Linked DNA regions of Rattus norvegicus: regions 1 and 3 are each linked to region 2. A link is a contact called in public Hi-C data. All regions are on one chromosome and are shown on one strand. Each heading gives the region's core, a stretch centred on a gene start, on an enhancer-like site or on the middle of the called end of the contact. The rest is flanking DNA. Distances are from core to core; before and after follow the strand shown. Region 1 overlaps Alk (ALK receptor tyrosine kinase). Region 2 holds the start of Alk (ALK receptor tyrosine kinase). Region 3 has its middle 9.1 kb from the start of Togaram2.

What was found. A called contact is a pair of places that touch in the nucleus more often than the background predicts.
Region 1: a Hi-C map of liver shows a contact between it and region 2, with 2.3 times the contacts expected there. The contact joins the enhancer-like site here to the promoter of Alk in region 2. A contact is called at or near these places in 4 of 12 Hi-C or Micro-C datasets (Schwann cells, frontal cortex, liver and 1 more).
Region 3: a contact with region 2 is called in a Hi-C map of liver, with 5 times the contacts expected there. The contact joins the enhancer-like site here to the promoter of Alk in region 2. A contact is called at or near these places in 2 of 12 Hi-C or Micro-C datasets (Schwann cells and liver).

The regions. Positions count from the first base shown.
Region 1 is chr6:29,259,288-29,264,170 of GRCr8, reverse strand. All of the region lies in intron 9 of Alk (ALK receptor tyrosine kinase), which reads right to left. Among named protein-coding and RNA genes, the nearest start is that of Clip4, 190 kb to the left of the region's middle. Within about 2 kb of position 2,605, at least 29 of the 93 cell types and tissues checked have an H3K27ac peak or open chromatin away from gene starts, as enhancers often do. A contact at or near this core is called in liver, where this site is marked.
Region 2 is chr6:28,629,822-28,634,380 of GRCr8, reverse strand. It overlaps Alk (ALK receptor tyrosine kinase), which reads right to left and starts at 2,904. Exons shown (of 29, transcript NM_001169101.3): 1 at 1,304-2,904. The coding sequence starts at 1,985.
Region 3 is chr6:29,555,768-29,560,453 of GRCr8, reverse strand. No RefSeq gene overlaps it. Among named protein-coding and RNA genes, the nearest start is that of Togaram2, 9.1 kb to the right of the region's middle. Within about 2 kb of position 2,348, at least 6 of the 93 cell types and tissues checked have an H3K27ac peak or open chromatin away from gene starts, as enhancers often do. A contact at or near this core is called in liver, where this site is marked.

The sequences.
Region 1 (4,883 bases), core at 1,356-3,855, 630 kb before region 2:
GGGCATTGATCCCATAGCAACGCACTCTCATTCTCCTCTCTGGTTCATCCTCTCTTTATCCATCACCCACAGGCTGAGGAGCCAGGCCCCATGTTCATTTCGGTGCTAAGCTGCATCGTCAGCACACTTTGGAGGACGTCAGGACGTCAGGGAATGAATGACTGACTGTGTGCCTCCACACAAGGGAGCTCTCCACCGTGGCCTCTATAGGCCCCAGGGGAAACCTCCAGTCACCTCACTTGCTCTGGTTTTCCTGCTTTAATTCTTCATGACCAAGAAGTTAGAGCTGCAGAGTTCCCTAACAGCCAGCCTCCAGGCCTCTTAGCCCTGATGGGACGACGTAGGCTGGGGCTGCCATGCTTTCTCAGTACAAGAGTCTCTAAGGCGTTCTGTGAGTTGTCGGTAGTAGAAGATGCTGTTTTAAAGCATTAACTGACCCTGAGAGTTGTCCATATTTTGTGTCAGGAGAACATGGGACAGGCAAGAAGGCATCAATCAGATGGCACCATGAACACACGTGAGGCTGCCTCAGTTCACTCTGGGACCAGAGACTCAGGTAAGGGGACAGGCAGGACAAGGGTCAGACAGAGGTGGCAGGTATCTGCAGGACAGAGGTGAATGTGGGAATGGAGTCTGGAGGGGCAGGTGATGGGGCCTGGTACAACGGGGGCTAATTCCTGGAGCTCATCTTCTGTGAGGGAACTGGCCAAAAGATGAGGTGAAGACCAGGCCAGCTGTGATTTAGGCTTCTCTGCTTTGGATGCTGCCTGGTTTGTGTCTCCAGCAGAACCAAAGAGCAGAGGCTCTGGAAGCCCCTCCCTGCTAGAGAGAGGCAAGACTTCCTCCTGGCTCTGAATCCTTCTGGTCCAATTATTCTTTTATAGTCACTTTCCCAAAGATACAGACACTGGGTCATTCCTCACAGTGAGTTTAGCCTCAGGCTTAGGTCCCACACATACTCTTAGTACAGGTAGAGAGTATTCTAGGGCTGATGGGAGGCAAGGTCAAGGCATATTATTGCTAATATGACAACAGACTGATAATCACACAGGTTACCCCTGAGGCCCAACCCCAACACTTTCCCTTTGGATGGGGAGGGAAGCAGTGTTTCCATGGCTACAAGAGCCTTCCCCTTCTCCAGTGGGACATCTGGTTAAGGAAAAGGTAGAGTAAGCACTTATCCAGAAGCCTAGCAGGCAGGCCTCCCTTCTCTTTGGCTGTGTGGTAACTGTGAGATCTGTTTGGTTCTTTCTGTTTCTCCAGAGTAGATTTTAGATTCGCAGGAGTTGTTGCTGGTCTTACTTTTTTTTTTTCCTTGTCTAAACCACACTTGGCTAGAGGTCTTGGCTCAAGCCTGCTTTTGCATAAGAATGTATTCACCTCTCCATCTTGTACGAGCTTTATAGACAGATTGTTGAAAATTAGCCCAGGAGGATTCTGGGAGGTGATCATTTGGGCCACGGGCCAGGTCAGGTTTCCAGGAGGCAGCTCTTGGAAGTGGGTGCTTCCTGTACTCACGGAGCAGGTCTTTGCAGAGGACATATTGAACGCTGCTCACGCACTGCTCAGAAAACGCACTGTCTCATTCAGGCAACAGACTGTTAATGGGCGGTGACTATGAGGCCTTATTCGCAATCCTCCCAGCCTCAGGGATTGACAAACCTAATTAAGTTCACTTAATGATTCTAAGTAGCTGACAAAAAGGTGTGTGTCTGAATGTGGACTGAGGGAATAACAAGGCTTTGGTGAGAGAGAAAGAATGCTGGGTGGTGTAAGAGGCGTTTGATGGATGGGCACTGTGGTTCAGAGCCCTTCCCTGGCCATTTAGTACGATCCAAAAAGAGGGGGAGGGGGCTCATTTTCACAGCTGGGGCTTGTCTGGGACCTGGCTGCTTAGGATGGAACTGGCAGATGTTGCTGAGAGAAAACCACTCTCTCCCATTTCTTATTGCGCAGTTGATTTGTTCAGTAAAAGTCTTCTGAAATGGACTGTCGCGAGGCTGGGGTCGCGGCACGCATTTCTATTAGAATAATGTCTGCTACGAGAAAGCCCTGCCTCATCCATCCCATTATCTGCATAATTGACTTCACTCACCGGCTGCGGAGGAGGGGCTGGGCTAGCGGAGGAGGGGCTGGGCTAGCGGAGGAGGGGCTGGGCTAGCGGAGGAGGGGCTGGGCTAGCGGAGGCGGGGCTGGGCTAGCGGAGGCGGGGCTGGACTAGCGGAGGCGGGGCTGGGCTAGCGGAGGCGGGGCTGGGCTAGCGGAGGAGGGGCTGGGCTAGCGGAGGCGGGGCTGGGCTAGCGGAGGCGGGGCTGGACTAGCGGAGGCGGGGCTGGACTAGCGGAGGCGGGGCTGGACTAGCGGAGGCGGGGCTGGGCTAGCAGGGCAGCTTTGGATTCCTAGGACCCACCCTGGTTGGATCTGACTAGGCAGTGGCTGGGCATGTGTTCGTTTGCTGTGACTCTTGGTGAATGTGAATGCGCCATGTCGAAGGTCAGGCTAAATTGGGAATGTTTCTGCATCCACAAGCCCAACTCTCTGAGGTAATTTACCACCTCAAGACTCGGTTTCTCCTCTGGGCATAACACCAAGAGAAAAGTCAATATAGAGTTTCTAGGGCTGCCAAGGGTCAGAGAGTTCTCTCTTGCATAACCAGGCTGGTTGAGGTAAGGGAGCCTTCTGGAAAGAAGGAAACAGATCTTCAGATAAACTGCATGGAGAATTATAGAAACCCTTCCACACTCCCAGGTCAAGGCTTCCAATCACTGGTTTTTCCCCTTGGTTAATTTTTATTTTCTCTTGTGTGGCGTGTGCATTTCTGTGTGTGCATTTCTGTGTGTGCATGTGGAAGCCAGAGGAAGACACTGGGCATCCTGCTCTATCTCTCTCCCTTGAGAAAGAATCTCTTGCTGAACCTGGAGTTAGGCTGGAGGCCACCAAGCTCCAGTGATTCTCTGGACTCATCTGCCCTCCCTAGTGCTGGGTTGCAGGTCATACCAGCAAGTCCAGTGCTTTGCATGGGTACTAGAGACTCAAACTCAGGTCCTCATGGGAGTGCAGCAAATGTTCTTACCCACGGAGCCATCTCCCCACCCTTAAGCATTGATTTTCTGTGCTCATTTCTGTGAAGCGACATTGAAGGGTTCCTGGGAAGGAGAAACCAGAGAAGTCAGACTGGCAGAAGACAATCTTCAGTTGGCTCCTTCTTTGCTATCTCAGTACCCCAATCTGTGTCATATCTGTCGAATGCTGGTGTGGCAAGCAGGTGTAAAGAGAGAGTGAAGGAAAGACAACTTTGCTTTATGGAGCTCTGGCCCAGCAGAGGAGCAGAGATAGACAGAAACGCTTGATCCACAGGCTTGAATGGGTAAGCGCTGGGTGGGAAGAGAGCGTAAAGGGGAGAGAGATGGAGGCGGAGAAGAGGAGGGGAAGGGAAGGAGGAGGAGGAGAAGGAGAGAAAGAAAGAAAATGAGAACACCCTTACATACTTACATCCAAACTCGCACACTTACTCACACACAGAAGCATGTGTACAAGAACTCACTAAAGGATACAAAGACTGTCTGAGATCTCTGGGAGCATTGTCTGCCTTGGTCAGTTACCCATTAGGGAAAAGCAGGGCCTCTCATCTCCCAGGCCGTGTTTTCTGTCATCTGTGGCCGAACCACCCAACCCATGCAGTGTGATACACACTCCATGTTCAACAAGCCCTCGGAACAACCGAGGCCGTAGAAGGTGCCAAATCCATCCTTCTTAAAGACTGGGCTGTCCACTCCTGTATCTCAGGACCTGCGGATAGTCTCTATGGTGACTTCTCTCCTTCTGTCTCTGTTGATGTGTGCCTTGGATGGCAGAGATGGTTACCAGATATGGCAGCTTTCTGACAATGAAAGGACCCAGGAGAAGGATGGTTTGAACTTCCTTCTCCATCTCTGTGGACGTAAACTGGAAGTCTTCTTTGCCTGGGGGCACTGAATCTCAAAATACTGTCGTTGAGTAAGTCAGGGCTACAGACTCGGTGGGACCCTGGGCAAAGCACAAGGACTTAATGGGTGCTATCTTAGCATTTTCGCATTGCCTTTCTCTAGGATAAGAGCTCATACTTCATTGTTTCCATTTCATATTCTATTTTAATGATAAACCTTCCTTAGACAGCGGTGACGAATTATACGTATCACCCTATGCATTGGTGCAAAGGTCATCAGTGCCCATGTTCTGAGCCAGACGCTTGCGCCTAATGCAGCTAGGAGCATAGAGCATTGTCCTTGTCCTGGGAGCTTGGATATCATGTAATTCGCATTATTCAACGACTATGGGACTTCTGACTTCTTGCTAAAGTCTATTCAAGCCAGGGGACGTGCTGGTTGTGGTGAGAGAAAACCCAAGGAAGACTTTGAAGAGTTGGACATCTAGGGGAGTGGCAGCAGAGCTATGGGTAGAAGTGCACGTGGCAGTTACACTGTGACGTCATGAGGTGCCAGTCAGGCATCAGGCAATGTGGGTCCAGGACTCATGTGGAAATGAGGATGTGTGGATCATTTGCTTGCTAGTGAGGATAGAAGTTGTGTCAATGAGGCTCCTCCTGGAGAACAAAATATGTTGGATTCTGTTTTGCCCCAAATATTAGAGGCTCAATTATCCCTTAGATTCCAAACTCTGTGCCTAGAGGGAGGAGGGCTGAGAACACAGGACCTCATTTTCACAGGCATTAAGGGTTATGAAAAACACACGCACATCTGTTGACTTGTAAACGGAACTGTGGATGTTACCGAAAAAAAATCTTGAGCAGATCTGAACATCTGCCGTCATGAAGGGGGTCCACGTGGTGCCATTTTGAACAACTGCCTCTTAAACCAGGCACACAGGCCTGATCTGCCTCAGTG
Region 2 (4,559 bases), core at 1,655-4,154:
AGGAGCCTCTGCTTCTCTGTATCTTTGCTACAGGAGAGCACTGAGTGTACGTGTAAGTGGTGTGTGTGTGTGTGTGTGTGTGTGTGTGTGTGTGTGTGAATTGTGTAAGCATTGTAGCTTTACAATGGACCCTGTTCAATGCTCTCCTTCCAATTAATACTAAACATTAGTAACCAGTGGAGCGTAAGAAGTTCATTTATTTCTGATGATGAGAACGACAGAAAAGAAGCTAGGTCCGCTCAATGGAATCAGTGTGGGCTTCTTTTTTAAAAACATGATTTCTCTTTCTGTGGTTTTTCTCATTCATTTACATTGCATATCTAATTCATTCACAAGCCCTTCCCCTCACGGTCTTATGAGAGAAACATTCATTCAAAACCACCTGGCTTGCCATTCAAAAGACACTACTGCAGAGTTGGAAGCAAATGCTTGCACATACAGCCTTAACTCGGTGAATTTTGGAAGAAATGGGGAAGTAAATGAAACAGAAACCTCACTCCAAGAGCCTCCAGCAGTGAGGGTCTGCACAGAACTCTCCTCCAGAGCAGCTGCCACACACATGCAAGCTAAGACTCCCAGGGCAAACAAAGGGGGAGGCAGGAGAGACAACTATCGCTTCTCCCCAAAGCAGGGCAACCTTAACAATTTTCATCGCTTTCTCTACAACTCTCCTGTCCCTTGTTCCTTAGTTCCTCTGGGACATTCCTGGGACATCTGAGAAGAGTGATAGTCTGAGTGTGTAAACAATCTGGGGGGTTGGAATCCAGTGTGGCAGAATAAATAATTAAGGAAAATAGAACCTCTGGGCTAGCCAGCACTGGGGAGGAGGGCCAGCGCCGGGCAGTTGGCTGAGACTCGGTATAAAGGGGAATTCTATATTCTCTGGGAAATTCTACCACATTCTCCAAACTGGCAGTAGACCAGAAGAGGAACAAGAGTTGGGAAAAAATAGAGCAATAGTTTGAGGTCTGGTAACTTGGAACTTAGGAGTTACAGGGGCGTTTCAGTCATTCTCAGAGCTCAAGAAGGAGGGCATCCAATTATGATCTAATTGGATCATGTGTAAGTCTGTGGAAGGCATTCTGCCAACACTGGGAAACTTTTCTCCCAACTTGGTTGCTAAAGAGAAAAAAAGGTTCTATTGGAAAGTCACTATGTTCAAGTACATAAGAAGAAACTACGGATCTAAGCTCAAGTACGATGAAATGGGGGCTAAGAAGAGAGTAAGGGTTAGTTAACAGTGGCTACATGTCGCTATAACTAAAAATGCAAATCCCAACACACTCTGGTGGGAACTGCTCACCGGTCCCGAAGATCTGGAAGAGAAGGCGGGGCTGGGAGGCTCGGATCGCAGTGGATAGCCTTCCCTCCCTGCCCACTTCCGATGCCTTCTTCTCAGGCATCAGGCGGATCCTCAGCCGCCCTTCGCCGTGTAGAATCCACCAGCTGAACAGCTCGCTAAGGTTGAACTGGAGTATCCCCACAGCCGCCGCCTCCTCTGGGGGACCAATGCAGCCTTCAAGGATCGTCTCCTCGCCCAGCTCCAGCACCAGCTGTTTGGCACGCCTGAGCTTGCGCACCGAGCCGCCCTTCAGCACCCTGGACAGCGTCGGAGCCGCCTCCGGACTAGGAGAACTGGCTCCCTCTGCCCAGGAGATTCCAGGCGATGGCCCCAGCAACCTGAGCAGAGGGTCGCAGTCCAGAGCCAGTGATCCCCGCGCCTCCAGCCCGCCAGCCCCGGGCTCCGAGGGGGACGGTGGCTGCGGCAGCAGCAGGTCTCGGGCATAGACGCGGAAGAGTGAGGGCACCACGAAGTCCACCGCCAGACTCTTCCTCTGCAGGCGCGAATAGCTGAGCGGCTCCCGGGGCTGCAGAGGCGGCCCTGAGGCTGGAGAACCCGCGCGCTGATCGGTTGCAGCTCCGGAGTACGAGGCTGCTGTCAAAAGCAGCGGCGGCAGCAGCCACAGGAACCCAAGGGCTCCCATCCCTCCGGAGGGCGAGTTTACACTAGACTCCCTTCCCTGCCTGGTCCAGCCTCACCTTTCACTCTCCCCTAAACAGAAAGGGGCTCCAAATAGTCCTTGGTCCTGAACGGCTCCTTCCACTTGGTCTCAAGGACTGTGTACACTATAGAGCGCCCTGCTTTCCCCAGTCTACAAGGAGGCAAAAAGGGTTCTCAGCAAAACGGATGAGAAAGTCAGGGGGGAGTTCGGAGACAGTGAGACACCTTGGGTTCAACAGCTGGATCCTGCGCCTCTCGCCATGCTGCGCCCCATTTGCTCAGGGACCAGAGAAATCACTATGGTTGAGGGAGGTGGCAATTAGGTACCGTTCAAGGAGCCCTCGGTGACCAGAGCTCTCCTCTTCGCCTCCAATCTTCTGCAACTTTCCAGGCTGCGAGCCGCGGTTCTGAGTCGGTCACTGTCTTGCCCACGTCCTCCGTTCCTGTCACCTCCTCTGCGCTCCTTCCCAGGTCTAGGCAAGGACCACCGGAGGGGGCTGCTTTCTAGCGCCCCCTCAAGTGACCTCCGCTGCAGGAAGTCTTCGGATCGATCACCCTGCCCGCTGAACTTCTGGGCGTGAACGCGAGCTCTGCGTTGCGGAGAGGAGGCTCCCGCTGCCTCCACGCGCACAAGTTTGCAGCGTCCTTGCTGTCACCGACGTCTTCGTTCCTCGGAGTTCACTCCCAAGCACCAGAGCGGCCCCGGCCGCTGCCGCCGAGTGAAAACATTCGGGGCAGAGGAGCCCGCAACGTAGCCAGCTCCCTCCTTACCTACCAGCAGCGCCCGCGGTTTTGTTGACTGGCCAGGGGGCGAACGGAAAGCGTCTTACTGCCCCGAGAACCCCTGGACAGAAGAAGCGGGAGGAGCCAGTTGCCACCGCCGCTGCCGCCCCCAGAGCTGCTGGCTCGCATCTGCCTGGGCGCCCGCCACTTGCAGCTGGCAGTGCCGCGAGCGCGCGCCGAAAGGGGGCGGGGCCTCCGTGAGGGCGGGGCTCCTGAGCGAACTCAGCGCAGCCGCCCAGCCCACGCAGTCGGCCCCGCCCCCTCCCATGCCCGCCAGCCAATGCTGCTGCGAGATCTGCTCCTATGCAAATCTGCAGAGGCCCTCGGTATTCATTCAGAAAAGCACCAAGCCCGCCCCGCCTCCGGCTGTTGGTGCCCGTTCCTTCCTCCGGATTGCCTGCCCTATTTCTCTGCTGTGCGAACAAGAGAGTATTTTGGATAAATGGGAAAACTGGAAGCGATCGTTGCAACCAAGCACTCTCTCTCTCTCTAATTATATATTTAACAGATTAAATGTGTCCGACTTCAGAGGAGCAGGATCCGGAATAAAACTGGAGGCAAAGGAAAACCAGGAGGAGGCAGGAGTAGCATGGCCCCTTCTCCCCCCCCCCCCCCCGCCCCGCAAGATTCAAGAGCAGCTTGTCTTAGGGCCTTGAAAGGGAACCTTCTCTAACACTCCAGTTATTTGAAAGCATTCCTGAGAGCCTGGTACTTCCGAATCGAGTTGTTCTTCAGCCGCATAAACTGCCGTTCAGACCTGTCAGCCACTTTGTTTTCTCATAATGATATCTGAACAGGTTTCCAGACTGGTGCTGGGGATGAAATTCCGAGCCTTCTGTAAAACAGGCAGACACTCTACTGCTGAGCAACCACCCCACCACGACACCATTTGTTTATCCATTTGTTATTTTGGCTTTTTTAAAAATAAGACCTTGATTGGTAGCCCAGGCTAACCCTGAACTCACTATGTTGCTAATACCGACCAGGAAGTCTTGGAAATCCAGCTTCAGCTTTTCAAGTGCTGGGGTTACAAACATAAACCACCACACATAAGATAAATATTTTTAATTCCAGTTCCGGATCGTATGGTCACATGAGACTACCAAGCCTATCCTCCAGTCCTGTTGACTGTTACTCTGCCATAGCCCTCCATGAATAGCAGACCACAGGCTATGGATGTGATTCTATGAACGAAGTTTGTGTGGGACAGTGGCTCACACAGTCAAGGCCTTTTATTTATTCACTTAAAATGCTGGCTTCTACCTCCAGTCTCCTTTCCTTTCTGATAACAGCTGTGTGTCACCAGAAGCCCAGATAAGGTTAATGTTTAGTTTATACTAATTTCTCAGTCCCTTCTCTCCAAGGCTGACTATCTTACTTTATGCTAGCTCTCCCAGTACCCCAGTACATTGCCCAGTGGACTCTCCCTTAGCCAGCTCTAAGAGACACAATATCTTGCTCACTGCCCCACATGAGAGAACGGTCAAGTGGAGCCCCTGCTCTTCCAAGGCCAGGGTATTTTCCAGCACTATGCTATCATGTTGACCAGTGAAATCCTACAGACAAAAACAAACAGCACTGCTTCTCAGTGACCTTCTGGCTTCCAGCTGCATATTTGAAATCTTTATGTGCTGCCAATTTAACTGTTTAAGGAATAAGACTTGACACAAGGAGAATTTAAGAAATGATCCTGTCTTGGGGAGGCAGAGGGAGAAGGAAAAGGACTATGGAGTTAAAAATTTTCATAGTAGGCTTGGGTTCTCATCAGTTTTTC
Region 3 (4,686 bases), core at 1,099-3,598, 930 kb before region 2:
CATCAGGCCAGCCTAACATTAGAAGCTACTTAAACTAGGCAAGTGGTGTAGAATGCACGCTATTAAAGCAGTGGTTCTCAACCTGTGGGTCTTGACCCTTTGGAGGTTGTCAAGGACCCTTTCATAGGGGTTGGCTGAGGCCTTTGAAAAAAACAGATATCTCCATTACAATTCATAGCAGCAGGAAAATTACAGTTATGACATCGCAACAAGAATAATTTTAGACTTAGGGGGTCATTGCCACAGGAGGAATTATGTTAAAGATCCACAGCGTTAAGGTTGAAAGCCACTGCTCTAAAGAGAAGACAAAGGCTGTGGCTTAGGCCAGAGCCCATCACCCCTAATCCTCTTCAACTGCATGTGGAGGCAACAGCAGTTCTTTCTGACCTTGGTCCCTCTTCATCTTTCTCTGTGGATCTGCATCAGACAGATGCGCTGATGAGAGGCAATTGGTTTCTTTGTCTCCACACGGATGGTATCCTATATGTATGTAGCAGTCTGTGGTCTAACTCTTAGGCAATGCGCTTTGGAGAGCTGACCAATTTAGGAACAAAACTTCACCATTCTCAAGTGTGTCAAGATCAGTTCAGGGTGTGGGGACTCCTATACCAATTCCTGTTTGCGATGGTTTAAATATGCTTGGCCCAGGGAGTGACACTATTAGGAGGTGTGTCCTTGTCAGAGGAAGTGTGTCACTGTGGGCTTGGGCTTTGAGACCCTCTTCCTAGCTGCCTGGAAGCCAGTCTTCTCCAAGCAGCCTTCAGATGAAGATGTAGAACTCAGCTTCTCCTGCACCATGCCCGCCTGGATGCTGCCAGGCTCCTGCCTTGATGATAATGGACTGAACTTCTGAACCTGTAAGCCAGCCCCAATTAAATGCTATCCTGATAAGAGTGCATTGGTCCTGGTGTCTATTCGCAGCAGTAAAACCCTAACTAAGGCACTGTCCCACCCTGGAGTTTCAGACTGTCGGAGCATTTCCTGATCCATGACATATGGGCTGTTTTTAGTGCCCTGATAAAATAAGGGCGTTTCCCGGGCCCTTGTGCTACTGTGTAGGTGCTGTGCCAGTATCTTTCTAGGATGCTGAAACTCGACTTCAGAAAAGAGAGCTTGTTTTGATCCACCATTTTGAGGGTATGTGGCCCATCAAGGCACAGAAGGCTCGGCAGCAGGAAAACGGCAGCTGGTCACACTGCTTACCATCAGGAAGCAGGGAGAGAGGAATGCTAGCACTCATTCACTTTCTGTATCCTTTCCTGTTTATTGGGTTTGGGGCTCCAGTCTGTGCGATGGTGCTACCCGAGGAGGGGTATTCCTCTTCAGTTAAACCTCTTTGGAAATGTCCCCACAGGAGTGCCCAGAGTGTCTCCTGGGTGACTCTAAGTGCCGCAAATTTGATAAAGATGATAACGTTTGCAGATAGGTAGGAGTCTGGGTGCAGGCTTTGGTACTTGAGATTTCCATAGATCTGTCATGTTGCCTCTCATCTGGCTTCAACAGATTTCAGGTCAAGTTTCACAGGGCAAACACTCCTGACCCAAATTAAACATAAATCCTATAGAAATTAGATTTGCTCTTTGACAGTCAGTAGGCTTATGAGAATTGATTTCTTGGAATATTATAACTGAATGCATTCCTCTTTGCTTAGAAAGAACTGATTATTATTCTAACCATTTATTTAATAAATTTATTATTGTTAACCATTTAACATAACAACACATTGTTGTGTCTGTGTTGTGTCTTTATGAATATCTGTGCGAGGGAGTCAGATCTGGAACTGGAGGTACAGAGAGCTGTGTGGAAGAGCAGCCAATGCTCTAACCATTGAGCCATCTCTCCAGACCTCTCTTTTTTAACTTTGGAAAAATCATGCCTGTTGCTTCTGCCTTCATAGGTTTGGGTATTTGGGACAGATGACCAGAGCCTGCCAACTCTTACCTCATGAATGAGTGCCTCAGGAAAGGCAGGACAAATAGTTCCTTGATAGAGGTGTTCTGGAAACCTGCAACTAAAACTCCTTAGAATTGAGGCCTTCTGTTAATCTCGGTTAACGGAGAGATTTTCAGCTTGTAAAAAACCAAACGGGTGAGGTGGTGAGAGCATGGCTGTTCTCGGGACCCAGGCCTCCTTCTTCCAGCGGACATCTTGGCTGTGGATTTTGCAGTATAATCCAGTGTGCTGCTCAAGTTTCGTGAACACGGTGGAATTGCTTTTGCGCCTAGAGTCAAGGAATGCCAATGGATGTTCATTCTCTAGGCCTGTCCAGTTGCCCTGGTTTCTTTCTGGGGTCCAAGTGGAAATCGTCAAAATCAAAGTGAACCACAAGGTGTCAGTCTTCCTCCGGGCAACTCTCTTATCAGCACGCCATTACCCGCAGGAAGTGGGGCTGCCTGAGAACGCTGCCCTGGTGAACTTGTCCGCTTTCTCCTACAGCCTTCGGGAATCTCCAAGGTGCTTCCAGCTCTTTTTTTTTTTCTCTTTTTTTTCTTTTTCTTTCTTTCTTCCCCCCCGCCCCCGAAATGCATCCCAGTTTGGAGGACACAGGGTCTTCCGATTGCGCCTTCCAATTCCCTCCAGCTTCTCCGAAGTGGGCAGTGCCTCCCTCCCCCGCCCCCAAGCTGATATTCTCATGTCCTGGGCCTGAACACAGACCCAGTGGACTAGCCTGAGCAAACACCCAGCTTGGCAGAAGCAGCATGGGCGACTTGTAGTGTGTAACAGTGAAGCACCAGAGACTGCAGGCTCCCCCTCATTTCCATAATGGACAACCCCCCCACCCCCGCCCCCAGCTCACCACCCTCTCCCCGCTGCACGGACTTTGTCCATAAGAGATAGGATTACACATTCGCTCAATGGCAGCGTGAGGAATAATTTTAATTGTCACTTGGCTTCTTTTCCAAACTTTTGAAAACTTCAAGTCTACTGAAAAGTGAAAAGAATAAGTCGGGCATGCTTTTAATATCAGCATTTGGGAGTCAGAGGCAGGTGGGTCTCTAAGTTTGAGGCCATCTTGCTCTATGAAGGGACTGAGCTTGCAGAATAAACCGCAGGACAGTCAGGGTTGTACATACTGGCAGAAATAGGTCACCACTAATTTTGATCTTGAAGTAAGCAAGACCAGTGTTATCGCATGTGTCCTTCCAGACGTCTCTGTGACTGTGTGTCCGTAATACAGAGGCCAGACTGACTGCCGCGAGAGGGCTCTAATACCGTGATCCACCCGGGCTTTGCACCCCACGAGGTTCACAGGACAGCACTGCGTTTCAGAGGTGTTTATAAATATAGACTGAGAGATTTCCAGCATTACAAAAACTGAATTTCTTTTGTGTTTAGAGGTCTCTGGGTCGGCGAATGTACAAGTTTATGAGAAAAAGACATTCATTTGTAGAAACTTGCAGTGCATTTTCAGGTTCACAAGGCACTTAGTTCTTTCCTTGTTGAGGCAAGCCCTCACGTAGCCCAGGCTAGTCTCAAACTCTCAATGAGCCCTCTCCCGATCCTCCTGTCTCTGCCTCCTTAGTGTTGGGATTACCACAGTGTGTCATCGGGTTCTGGATACTTGCTTTGTGGGTTTTTTTAAATCAATTTTATTGATGTCTATGTGAATTCGCGTCTCTGTACGTGTGTCTGCCATGTGTATGCAGGTGCCCACAGAGCCCGGAACAGGGTGATGACTGTCTTGGAACTGGACTTGCTGGCAAATGTGAGCTGCCCAGCAGGGTTGCTGGGAACAGAGTTCCAGTGCCCTGGAAAGGCAGGAAGTACTTGTAACTGCTGAATCATCTTTTTAGCTCCAGGTCTTTCTTCCTTCCTTCCTTCCTTCCTTCCTTCCTTCCTTCCTTATTTATTTATTTATTTGCTTTGGACAACAGCTCATATAACCTCAACTGGCCTGGGACTTGCTTTGTGCACCAGGCTGGCTTCCTTGCCTCTGTCTTGTGAGTGGCTGACTTGGTTTTAAAAGCATTGCTTAAGTGAATGGGCAAAACCAGATAACTTTTTTTGTTTTTCAAAAAAAACAAAAAAAAAAAAACAAAAAAAAAAAACAAAAACAAAACTGGGACCTTATCTATTAATTTATTTAATATTAATAATATTATTTATTATTTTTTAAAGCAACACAAGGACAACCATTCTGCTACAAAGAAGAAAAATAAAAGAAAGAAAAAACAAAGAAAAGAAATGGTATACATTAACTCTTGGTAGCTCTTACCGCAAGCTGTCCTCTGTTGGCTCCAGCATAGTTGGCCTGGCCTGGCCTGGCCTGGCCTTCCCTTTCCTGGGAAGGAGCTGAGCATTCTGAAAACTCTACGGTGTCCCGGCCAGGCCTGCCCCTCTGTGGCCTTGGGCGAGCTGTTTACCTCCTGTGAGTGCCAATTTTTCCATCTGCACGTGGAGGACTGGATGGAGCACCTCAGACAGCTCTGGAGGGGAGTTAGAGCGGTTTGTGACATGTCTGGGAACCCGCCCTGCACAGGGCCCATGCTAGACCAAGACCACAGAGCCACCAAGTCCACAGTCCAATCAGGAATCTTCCTGTTTCAAGGACATTTGAATTTATTTAGAAGAGATTTACCTTTATTATGTTTACATTGCGTGTCTGCGTGCGGCTCTGCGCTTGTGAGTACAGGTGCCCACTGAGGTCAAATGTGTCCGATCCCCTGGAGCTGGAATTCAGATGGA